Regions from separate parts of the Anas platyrhynchos genome. Here region 2 is linked to region 1. A link is a contact called in public Hi-C data. All regions are on one chromosome and are shown on one strand. Each heading gives the region's core, a stretch centred on a gene start, on an enhancer-like site or on the middle of the called end of the contact. The rest is flanking DNA. Distances are from core to core; before and after follow the strand shown. Region 1 overlaps FGD3 (FYVE, RhoGEF and PH domain containing 3). Region 2 holds the start of FGD3 (FYVE, RhoGEF and PH domain containing 3).

Region 1 (5,828 bases), core at 1,512-4,011:
TTCAGACTTAATTCCTGTAGCAGGCGAGGCCCAGATGGCCCAGTTCAGCTCAAGGCATTGCAGGGGCCCACTTCAGACAGGGAAGGGACAACTGGATTTTTGTTCATGTATTTCATCGCAAGTATAATGAAACACATAAGTCATTAATTCATAACGCCTCATTCCACTTCTTCTCTTCTGCAAGAAGATGGAAGATAATGCTCTCCTCTCCCCAGTTTATTCCCAATCCCATACTACAATAATACTCCCTCACACCACCACTGCGATCTCCAGCAGCATTTCAACTTACCTTTCCCTACCCCTTCCTCTTTCACAGTCCCAAACACACTTCTCATCCCACCTTTTTCTGGCTATAAACTCAATCTAGCTCCAGTCTCCAGCGTTAGCCTGGCTGTTTTTTATACAGCCCTGGGATGGGTGCCCTGGGACCCCCAGTCCCTCAGAGGTACCGCCCCACACACCACTGCCTTTGGCTCCCGTCTGCAGCGCCAGGTGTTGGCTGGAAGGTCACCAAGGGTGAAGCACAGGACGTAGCTGCAATTCCAAGTTCATTTTCACCATGGATTTCCTAAGCTAAAGCTACCGTTTCATCATTCTGCCCACCTCCGAGCCCGCACTGACCCCAGGTGCCTAGAGCACGGCCCCTCTCCTGGCAGGAGGTGCTGACCCCTGACAGAGGAAGGCGGGCAGAGCAACCCAGCGCTCCCGACACCTTATCAGATGAACACAGAGCATGCTTCTCCTTGACAGGTAACAGGTTTTTCGTTATGATGAAAGAGTCCTGATTTACAATTACACTGATCATGCAAATCAAAGAGCATTTTTCAAGTTACCAACACTCCCAGGACTTCACACCTGTCCTGCCTGAACACAGGAGCCGCAATGCCAGAGCAATCCATCACTGTACAAATCTGAAGAGATTTTACACAGGTTAGACACAAACAAATTATCCCAGCCAAAGCATTTCGGTTTGTTCCTCTCAGATTACCTGCATCTGTGTGATTTACTGTCTCGGGGATTCTCTTCCTAGAACAAAGAGAAAGATGGCAGATCTGCAGCTCCCAGCACTATTTATACAGTGGGAAGGAAAATCAGAGGGAGAAGTGTTACACTGCCCACTCTCCAGTGATTTACAAGACTAATACAGAAGCTCGAGAACAGCCAGACACTACTCACTACCATCAAGACTCCAGCCTTCTTTTAACACTGTGCCACCGAAAAGGGCTTCATGTATTTCTTCAGAGACTATAATCTTATTACATTTTTTTACTAATGACAAAAGCACTATGCAGGACTCTTTCACACTGCTCTGCTGATGTGCTTGTGAATCTTTTTAATGGCACACACTACAATGAGCAAACTCTCATTTAGCCAATAAGGAGAGTAAAAATTATCCTTTGCTTAAGATTTAATGACAGCGTAATGCATCTCCAACAGTGTCCCAATTAACTGGCTTTTTTTTTTTTTTAATCCTGAAATGTTTTATTGGTTTTAGTAAACCAATAATTATCTTCTGCTCATTCAGAAGCCTATTTAGGTACTAAATAAAAGTTGGTAAAACAGAGCTCAGGTTTTTGCCAGAGAACTATGCTTTACCAGGCAGGGCTAGCTCTTCTCCATTAGCATAAGGTGTGGCCACTTTGTGCTAAAGAATTTAAGAAATGTCAGCCTCATTACTGAAAAGCGTAAAGAGCATTCTTAAACTGATATGCTATTTTGGTAGCAGATCTGCTCACTGCAAAATACAGAACAATTTCACAGTAATGTATGTCCAGTAGTTCACGAAAGTCATTAAAGGAGAACATTTTTCAGCTCTTACTGCTGCTTGGTAACTCTACTTGAAATATACTACCTTTACAGAAAACGACAGGGTCATGGAGTCTTTGAGGTACCTCAAACAAAGTCATCATACTTGGCTGCTACACATTTGAAAGCTAAAACACTTAGGTAGCCTTCCTCCCTTTGAGATTGAGTACTAAGTAAGGGCCTTGCCCTCACAGGTACTACTGGAGCAAATGTATCTGAGCCAGACTTTACCTAACCCTTAAGAAGCAGTGCAGCCACCACTGTGGAAGCCTCAGAGAGGTCCAGCCACCTGGGTCCTGGATGTCACCTTTTGGAGACTGGGCAGCCCTCAATGGTGACCAAAGGTCCAGGCTCCACTGCCTCGATTTCTCAGCCAATGGGATCAGCAAACCTCTAGTCATGTCTGCAAATGCTGCAGCTCCCTCCCCTGTTTGCTGGAAGACAATTCTTGCATAGAAGACCTGTTGGTTGTGTGAACATTTTGTTCATTAGTATCTCATAAGAAATGTTTCATTGTGACTGCTTTAGGCCTCCATGGGGACTTTAACCAGAATAAACATACTGATATACAGATCCATCAGCTGGCAAGCCCCCAGGAGCAGAGGTGTCTTTTCTTCTGGGCTCGCCACAGGCTGGCCTGCCCCCCCTGCTGAACTGCTTGCTCATTTTGTACAGCAGAGCCTGATTTTTCTCAGTTCCTACCCAACGACACATGACTTAAGATAAACAACGTTAGGTGCGCCTATCTCACCTCAGGTACACTGAGAAACCCTCAACGTACACATGGAAGCAAAGTGGTTGATAAGGCACCGCTTCCCGCAACAAGGCTCATCCCAAACCTCCACTGAACTGACGCCGCGGCACTCCTGGAACAAATACAAGAGATTAGAGAAAGCAGCCCTTACCACCACCACGCAGCCTCAGGCTCTGCACTCTGCTTCCACCAGAGGCCAGCCCCGCAGATACAGATCCAACAGACTACTCCGAAGGCATGTTGCACCAGGCACTCCTGATGTCAAGCTCAACACTGCTCCCCTTTCCAAGGAGGTACGCAAGTGGATCCTGCACTTTCCAAATGGAGCAACTGAGCATAAAGTGTTACTTTGCTTGCACTTGCATCTTCTTGGCCTAAATTAGTGCTTTTTTACACCATGACCTACTGTCTCTAAGGATTCCAGCACAAGCAGGATTAAGAACCCAGAGAGGTTAAAGGTGTTCCACCAAAACAAGGCAGGGATAAATAAATTGGAAGAGAGTGAAAGCCACTGAACTGGCTCCAGTATTTTGGATCCCAGAGCAGACAGGATAGTATAAAGCACCCTTTATATTTATCTCACCCTGGCAAGCACCAAAGAAAGTTAACACCAACTCAAAGGCCTGTAACATGGACTACAGAAAAAAGCTACAGTAAAAAGATCTATTGTTGGTTTTCCCAACAAAACTCCAGTTAATTTACTGTATCTGTAGCAACCATTTCATTTCTCCTGTTATTTATAACCACATTTTCATCAAATCCATAGCTACAAGCCATAAGGACATGCTGTAAATCACAAACGCTAAAATCGTTGTGACTTACTGCTAAATCTTTGTTCTAAAGAAAAAGCACATCATAAATGATCTCAAGTTGGATTACAGCTGTGCTAGTAATGATTTTAAAGAAATATACATGTATATACATGTTGCAATTTCAGAATCAGAGCATTATCACGAATGTGTATTCAAATTAATACCACAGAAACAATTTACATTTTCTGTTACTGCTAGTCTTCAATACTGAAGTAAACTAAGAAAGAGTCTGGTCTATCATTACAAGAAATGTAACTGGCAACTAGCATTTTCATATATAAGTGTATAGATGATAAGGATAATTATAAACTATGTTAGTTGCTCAGGATATGTCTAAACAGTTGTGTTTAAAATTATATTGCATAAAGTAGCATTTATTGTATGGCAGTCATTGTCTCAATAATTAGTGGTTTTCATGAAATTTCTGCCTCATTATTCCATATTGTCCTTTTATTGATGGAGAACACTCAATGTGTACAATGTATGCTTGCTGGCAAAGCTGCATTATTAAGGAGAGAGGATGCCTGGAAACAATGGACTGACTTGAGAATAAGATTGATTACAGAAACTCAGAAGCTGTTAAGAAAAATACAGAGTTGTTTTTTTGTTTGTTTGTTTTTTTCAAATTTTCTTCTACTATGAAAAAAGATTATTGCAAGTTTAGTTCAGGTAATGAACGACTTGCAATGAGTTTATAATTCTGATCTCTTATATTCCTCAACAGTCAAAGTATGATTTATTTATATCATCACAGTTGTATCAATTCCTTAGGAGGGGTTATGGGTAAACTTTTGTTTAAAAATTGTTAATTAAAATTTTGTTTAAAAATTTGTTGCTGTTGTGTTGTTTCTTAATCAGCTGTATTATCTTCTATAGGCTCCGGTTAGCCTAAACTGCTGCAAACATCACACCACAAGGAAAAACACCTTTGAATGAGCCACCTTTTAGAACCATAATTTCACACCTAAGGTGAACAAACGAGCCAGCATCAAGCAATAGACAGTAACATACACTGTACCCCTCCAAACGCCATACCTCTCCAATTTCCACACCTTCTGCTTCCTTAGAGGCACACTGCTCAGCATCAGTGAGGCCTCAAAATCCCTTCACAGAACAGCAGTAATAATAAAAAAGAGGAAACAGCCCACAGGGAACTGCAATGACGCCCGATGATGGCCTGGCGTTTGCTCCAGCGCAGCCTGCTCCCCCAGCCCCAGAAGCAGAGGAGGCCGGCCTGCGGCACGGCTGCTCACCCAGCACTGCCCAGTGCCACCAGAGGTCTGTGTGGAAAAAAAACATGAAAAACACGTTTCTTGTCACCAAAGTTAGTGCTCAGAAAACACTTTAAGCAACATGACTGTGCTTGTAAATAAACTGGGGCCAACTAGAGAAGCCCAGAGCTCAGGCTTCACCCCCCATCTCCAAATCCAGCCTCCATAAACTCACGCCCACTGCACTGCCAACGTCCTTCCACCTCCTGTGCTAGGCAGGGACAGTTCTCTCTGCAGAAAGCCAAGGAGGAAGGGGACAGCCACCAAGAAGAGTCCCACAGGTTAAATGGACATGGTTGGCTCTCCTGTCAGAGCTCCCTTGCCCGAGCTGCCAGCAGTCCTGCAGCCACGACAGACCTCACGGTGGCGAACCACCAGTTCCACACTCGTTCAGCTGAAGCCATGCTCCAGGATGGAAAAGCTCTGGGAAGGTACTGCTATGGGCTGGGACAGAGGAAAAGCCATCACCACCAAGCAAAATAATTGGTTTGAGGTGGTTTTTGATTTAAGAGCTCATTTGCACTAATGATAATGAAGAGCTTGAACCACCTATCCTGCATTTTGTTCATTGAAGGATGCATGGTCACTGACAAAGCAACTGGAAAAAAATAGAGACAAATGGAAAAAATCCCAGTTAATGTCTCTGATTTTCCAGTCACAGATGAGAGGAGATTTATACCCATCCTCTAAACCACAGTGCTTCAGAAAGACAAAGAGGACATCCAGGGCTCTGCCATATTCTTCAGGTCAGTATGACCTGCGGAAGGCTCCTTACCAAGGGTCACTGAGGGCGATTTCCCAACTGACTGTTCAGAAATGCTGTAGCCATACTTTCTCCTCACCACAAACAGCCACCTATGGCTCTCCCGATGCACAAAAGGGCACGGTGACTTTGCTTTTCTCCTAACTTACAGGCTCTTCTTCCCTACAGCGCAGGTCTGACAAACACAAAGGGCTTTCCTTCCTCCCCTCTCCTCTAACACCAGAGTTTTGCTTCTTTTCCAGGACAGAGCCTGAAGGCCCACCCTGACCCCACGGCATCAGCCTACACCACGAGCCAGCCCTGAGCCAGCTGCAGCCCCGCACTGCTCCTCACCCAGACAGCTGCTTCTGGGATCATCTCCTGATGTGGGCCTCAACCATCACAGCCTGCAGCTTCGGGACAGAGCTCTCCGTGGCAGTGCA
Region 2 (5,753 bases), core at 931-3,430, 44 kb after region 1:
AATGCCAGGAGCCGCACTGAAGGGTACTCCACCTCCAGCCTCCTTCAGGAATGATGTGAGCAGGACACATTTGATCAAAGTCCCAGGAGCAAGGTTAGCATCTACATATGTGAGTTAGATCACCACACTGTAGGTGCTGTAACTTGGCAAACAGAAATAACTCTCTCTTAGTCCCTGAAGACAACCACAGCCAACAAAGCTACACATTCGTGCATACGGTGGGGTAGTTAGAGCACCTACCTACCAGTGGCTAACCTGGGAGCCTTCTGTAACTCACGGAGAGGCTGCTAACACAGGTATCCCTGGTCACCTCCTGCAGGCTCAAATCCACACAGGAGGACCGTCTCCAAGCTTAACATACTGAAGTACCCGAGTAGCCCAGGAGATGCCAGGAGTCAGATTGTCTGAATAGCCCTGAAGCCAGGGCAGACGGTAAATCTCAGCAGGTCTGCAACTCACTGTGATCTTTCTTGGGTTGATCCAGCCTTTACCTGCCCAAGAAGTAGGGCAGAAGAGAAACTGCATTTGTACAACACAAGGATTTATTTCTTCAAAAGAAGGAACTCATTTAAATTCAATTTTATTTTTATCATTTTCCTCCAGCTTTATTAAGCTAAGGAGATATACGAACAAACCCAGTTTGCTTAGTATGACTTTATAAATACGGTTCTGCTAGCTCGAATATCATCTGTATAAGTAAAGCATTCTAATTTCTAATGGTGTGAAAGCTGGCTTACTAGTACAAATGTACATCTTAAAGAATGTAAAAAAATATTTTTATCAGTGTGTTCGTCACCAGATGTATTCCGTTTACATTCTGTACGCCTCTCCGCGTGGACAACAAACCCAATTCTGGCCATTAACAATTGCCAATAGTCCCTTTCAGTCCTTGGTGCTGCTGTGTTTCAGGCACTGCAAGAAGCGCTAGCCCCCAGTTCTGTTACATTGTAGAGCCATTTTCCTTTGTGCTAAAATTCCCCAAAGCTCGCACAGGAACCAAGGTAGAGCTATCCCTTTAACACAGTTTAACCACTCTCAATGCTTGGAATGGAAAATGTGACTTAGGTACTGAGGTTTAAAAAACAGCTACGATGTATGTATGCAGCCAATTTTTAAAACATGAATCTCGTAAGTTTTTTAGGCTTTTTTTTTTTTTTTTTTTTTTGCATGAGAATGTAGAGCTTACAAGAGCCAGCCAGCTAAATGCAACAGACCATTATGGCTCAGAGGTTTCCAATTTGCAACTAGAAATGGTTTACATTATAACTACTAACAGCTCCAAAAGGTATTTAAAAAGGAGAGAGCGGAGAAAAAACTTGGCATTTCACGAGTGCCTAAATATGGATTGGCAGGAAACAAATTTGATCTGTGCCGTTAATAATAGCCTTACCAAAATAAGTGTTTAACAGGACGGGTTTTATGTGGTTTTAGGAGACCTAAAAATACATTTGCGCAGCTCAGGACCGCGTTCCCGCAGAGCCGCGGTCCCCGGGCATTGTCAGCCCGGGACGGGGCTCGGGGCCCTGCCGCCAGCCCCCGGGGCGCCCCAAAACGCGGCCGGAGCCCGGGCTGGAGCCGGGGGCCTCCCGCCAGGGTCTCGCCCCGCGGAGAAGGGCTGCGAGCCGGGCACAGGAGGAGGAGGAGGGAGAAACGGAGAGGCAGAAGGGGAGAGAAAGAAGTTCCCCGCCGGCCCGGGCAGCCCGAGCCCCGCCGAGGACTCAGCAGGCGCGGCGCGGAGCCCGCACGGAGCAGCCCCGCGGGGGCCCGGCCCGGCCCGGCCCGGGGTCGCAGCCTTACCCTCCGGCTCCATCTGCTCCCGCCGCCGCGCTCCGGCGCTCGCCGAGCCGCTGCGAGTCGGGCCGGGCTGCGCGGTTACAAAGGCGGCCGCCGGGCGAGGGGGGTGGGTTTCCTCTCCCTCCCACTGCAGCTGCATCGCGCCGTGAGGCGCCGCCAGCGGGACGAGGCGCCCCTGAAGGCGGCGGAGGCGGGAGGGGCTCCCGCCGCCCGCCTCGGCACGGCGCGGCCCGGGCGGGGCGGGGAGCGGAGGGGAGCGGAGGGGATGGGATCGCCCCGCCGGCCTGGCGCTTCGTGCCCGCAGGCCGCGGCGGGGCGGTGAAGCCCCCTCACGCCTCCCCGCCCCGTCCCGTCCCTCGCGGCCCGGCCGGCGGCGGCGGAGGGGAAGGGAGCGCCCCGGGGCCGGGGGACGGCGCTGCCGGGCTCCGGGCTCCTCAGCAGCGCCGTGGCCGCCTCCCGGAGGCGCGGCTGCCGCCCGGGACCGCGGGCTGCCCCGCTTGATGGGTCTGATCCATCTTGAGGCGGCCCAGGGCGAAGCCCTGCCGCCCTGTTGTTTGGATGACGGAACCATTGAGTTGGAAAAGCCCTCCAAGATCATCTGTTCCAACCACCCCCTACCACCAGTGTCACCCACTGAACCATGTCCCCAAGCGCCACGTCCAACCTTTCCTTGAACACCCCCAGGGACCGGGACGCCACCACCTCCCTGGGCAACCCGTCCCAATGCCTGACTGCTCTTTCTGAGCAGAAATGTCTCCTCATTTCCAACCTCAACCTCCCCTGGCGCAACTTGAGGCCGTTCCCCCTTGTTCTATCACTAGTTATCTGTGAGAAGAGGCCGACCCCCAGCTCCCCACACCTTCCTTTCAGGCAGGTGTAGAGAGCAATAAGGTCTCCCTGAGCCTCCTCCAGACTAAACAACGCCAATTCCCTCAGCTGCTCCTCAGCTTCACAAGGCTCCCAGCTCCCACACCAGCTGTTGCCATCAGTGCCAAAAGCTCTTTGTGCAGCTGCTGAGGGTGGCTATTGGGCATGTAGCAGGGCCAAGCTGAAAGCATCTGTCCCAGGGCCGTGGATGGCTCTCCAAACTGCTGCCCTTTCCCTTACATCTTGAGTGGAAAGCAAAGAGAATATGAGCCCTGTTGTGCAGTCCCCTCAGACAACCAAATGCTGCTCACCTCCCAGAAAGCCACACCAAACCATATGTCGTTTCAGAGCTTCTTGAAAAGGCAGACCAGGACTGACTCATTGCTCTGTGTCTTTGTCAGGGAGAAGAATGTGCCAGGAACTGAAGGGTGATGCTGTCCTTCACAGGCAATGGGGCATTAATGCTGTGCTGATGAAGCATTGCTCTTGTGGTCAGAGTGGCCCTTCTGCAGAGGGTGTGCTACAGCCATGCTAAAACACTGTCTTCAGATGAAGTACATGTTTAAAGGACAGCTTTCTGAGAGGTAAGATCATCAACCACTCATTGCAAGGACTGAATAATACCAAGTAAAACAACCAAATTAAGCTTAAAAACACATATCAAACAATTTATCTCCAAAGAACAAAAATGAGAAAACTGTCTTCCGAAAGGCATTTCCCCTTAGGAAAAAATGCAAAACAGTAAATTCAGAAATTAACTATATTAGGCTTTAGTCTATTTTTCATTACCCAATAATCAATCTTTGCTCCTTATCTTTTCCCTGAGACAACTAACTAGCCATGATGTAGGTCCCATCATGGAAATACGGTTTTGAGTAACTTTAATATTGTGGTGGAGCAGAAGAACGTTATTGTAATGAAATTCATAAAATGGATTTCTTTGGACTAATTATTCCCAAACAAAAAGACTAGCTGTTCTGGAGTAAAGCCATGAATAAGGTCCAGTTAAACCAGACTATGGAGGCCTGAAGGAAATTTATCAGTAAGGAGCCAGCCTGGATTTCTTGATGTTTCTTTTGAAATCACATCTGTAAGATGTATTTCAAGACCAGCCTCAAAGCATTAATATAGGAATTTAACATACAACCAACCCTTCCAGAGATTAAACTCCTTCCTGTATATGAAATTAGTCCTGTCCTTTAGAATAATGAGACAGCTTCTCTCTGAAGTACTTTCATCAGAGCAGATCACAGCTTACCAGTTATTGTTACATGCTTATCATATAGGACTGATGCTCAGCAACAAAAACAGGCTTAAAAATTATTGGAAATTATCCAGGTTCTTTGCTCTAAACAAAATGAAGTCCTTACCATAATGCATAAAGCTAAGACAAATAAGTGTTTATTTTAGGCATATATTTATGTATAGCACCATTACAAATAACCATTGTTCTTTAATAAAATGATTGATTTATTTCCATCCGCTTCTTGCGCCATCCTATCCAACATTTTGGTTTCATTGTTTCTTTCAATTAGAGCATTTTTTATTGTAGGTACTCTCAACTTTTATGGTCTGGGCATGGGCAGTATTTAATTTGCATCTCTGACCAGAACCTGTTGAATTCAATGAGTAATTCTGGAGGGAGTTTACAATTTAAGTAAACATTAATTTGTGGCCATTACTTTTGGCCAACCAGGATTGTAACAAAGGGCCAGTGTAAGTTTCTTTAAATCTACGAATAAGCTATGTCTTCAACCAAGGTAAGTAATTTGGAGTCAGAGAGCAATATCAGTGGATAAGCAACAAATAAAAGAAGTACTCTTTTTTGCAACTCTGCTAAGGAGTTGAAGGAATAAAAGCTACTGGGAAGATAGGCTGAAAAAGCAAAACTGCTACAGAATTGGTTTTGTAACAGGAAGGGACACTTCCTCTGAATATTGTGTAGTTGCTTTATTTTTCCCCCTGAATTGAGAGGAATTCAGTCATTTAAAAGTGTGGGGAACAAAACCTGGGATTGTGCTTTGGGGCACAGTTTGAGTAAAAGCACAGCACTCAACCTATTGCTGAGTTGCAAGCTGTAGATCCATATCCAGCTATGCTAAGCCCTTTCCTCCTAGCATGACTATCAGAGGCACCCTAGCTATTTCCCTTCAGTCTCTCATGAACGAAGTCATAATGGGAACAAGTCCCTCTTGTCAACATTTCTGCCATTTCTGCTGTTCTCAGGCTTAATCTCAAAGAAGTCAAAGCCTCTATTAAATAGAACAGAAACTGGTTAGCAATCTTCTGTATTGAACTGGATCTTGCTGAGCACCATAAGGTCTTAGTTTTATTAAATCTTATTTGCAAATGCAAATTGCACTTTGTACCCAGTACAATATACTTCTTCCTCTTAGCTTTGAAGCACTGGGCAATAACTCTTGAATATTGCCTTTATCATGGGATACTTTCTATTGTTTTCAAACCCTTAATGTCTAGTGCAAAAGGGTCAATAAATGCAACACAAGCAGTTAGTAAAGTTCATGCAAATACTCATTTTTTCCTCCCTTCAAAAAGCAAAAAGCTGACTATCATAATGAATTAAAATTCTTTTACAAGAGGAATGCTTTCAACACAAATTAATTCTCACTGATGGAAGGCTTTGGTGTTAAATACGGATTACCATTGCATGTCCAGGAAAGATAAATGTTGAGGGTAAAAATAACCTCTCATACATGTAAGAAGACATTGGACACGAAGAAGCTAAGACATTGCAAATAGATGGTTTTATCTGACATGCTTTTCATATAAGAGATTCATGTTGTGTTCTCTTCCGGCTGATGTAATCCTTAGGGTGACCCTCATGTGCTTTTTCCATCATATGACACTACTGGATATACAAAGTTCCTTTGTTTAGAGTCCTTATTTATAACTCCCAGAATTTTGATCAGAGCTTTTTTTTTTTTTTCCTTTTTTTTTTTTTTGAAGAGACTACTTTTTATTTGAAGATGAAGATTTGGAGATTGCATGAATACTCAAAAGACACGTTACATTACTCTCCTCCTCATGAATCTGAAACTGAGCCCTTTCAATTACAGAGAAAGAAGTACTGC

The links. Hi-C and Micro-C count contacts between places; a contact is called where the count stands out from the background.
Region 2: a Hi-C map of small yellow follicle shows a contact between it and region 1, with 2.0 times the contacts expected there. The contact joins the promoter of FGD3 here to the enhancer-like site in region 1. A contact is called at or near these places in 2 of 8 Hi-C or Micro-C datasets (F5 follicle and small yellow follicle).

What each region holds. Positions count from the first base shown.
Region 1 is chr13:20,234,865-20,240,692 of IASCAAS_PekinDuck_T2T, forward strand. The region is part of intron 1 of FGD3 (FYVE, RhoGEF and PH domain containing 3); the gene reads right to left. Among named protein-coding and RNA genes, the nearest start is that of FGD3, 44 kb to the right of the region's middle. Within about 2 kb of position 2,762, at least 3 of the 8 cell types and tissues checked have an H3K27ac peak or open chromatin away from gene starts, as enhancers often do. A contact at or near this core is called in small yellow follicle, where this site is marked.
Region 2 is chr13:20,279,528-20,285,280 of IASCAAS_PekinDuck_T2T, forward strand. FGD3 (FYVE, RhoGEF and PH domain containing 3) reads right to left here and starts at 2,181. Exons shown (of 19, transcript XM_027467624.3): 1 at 1,798-2,181. The coding sequence starts at 1,933.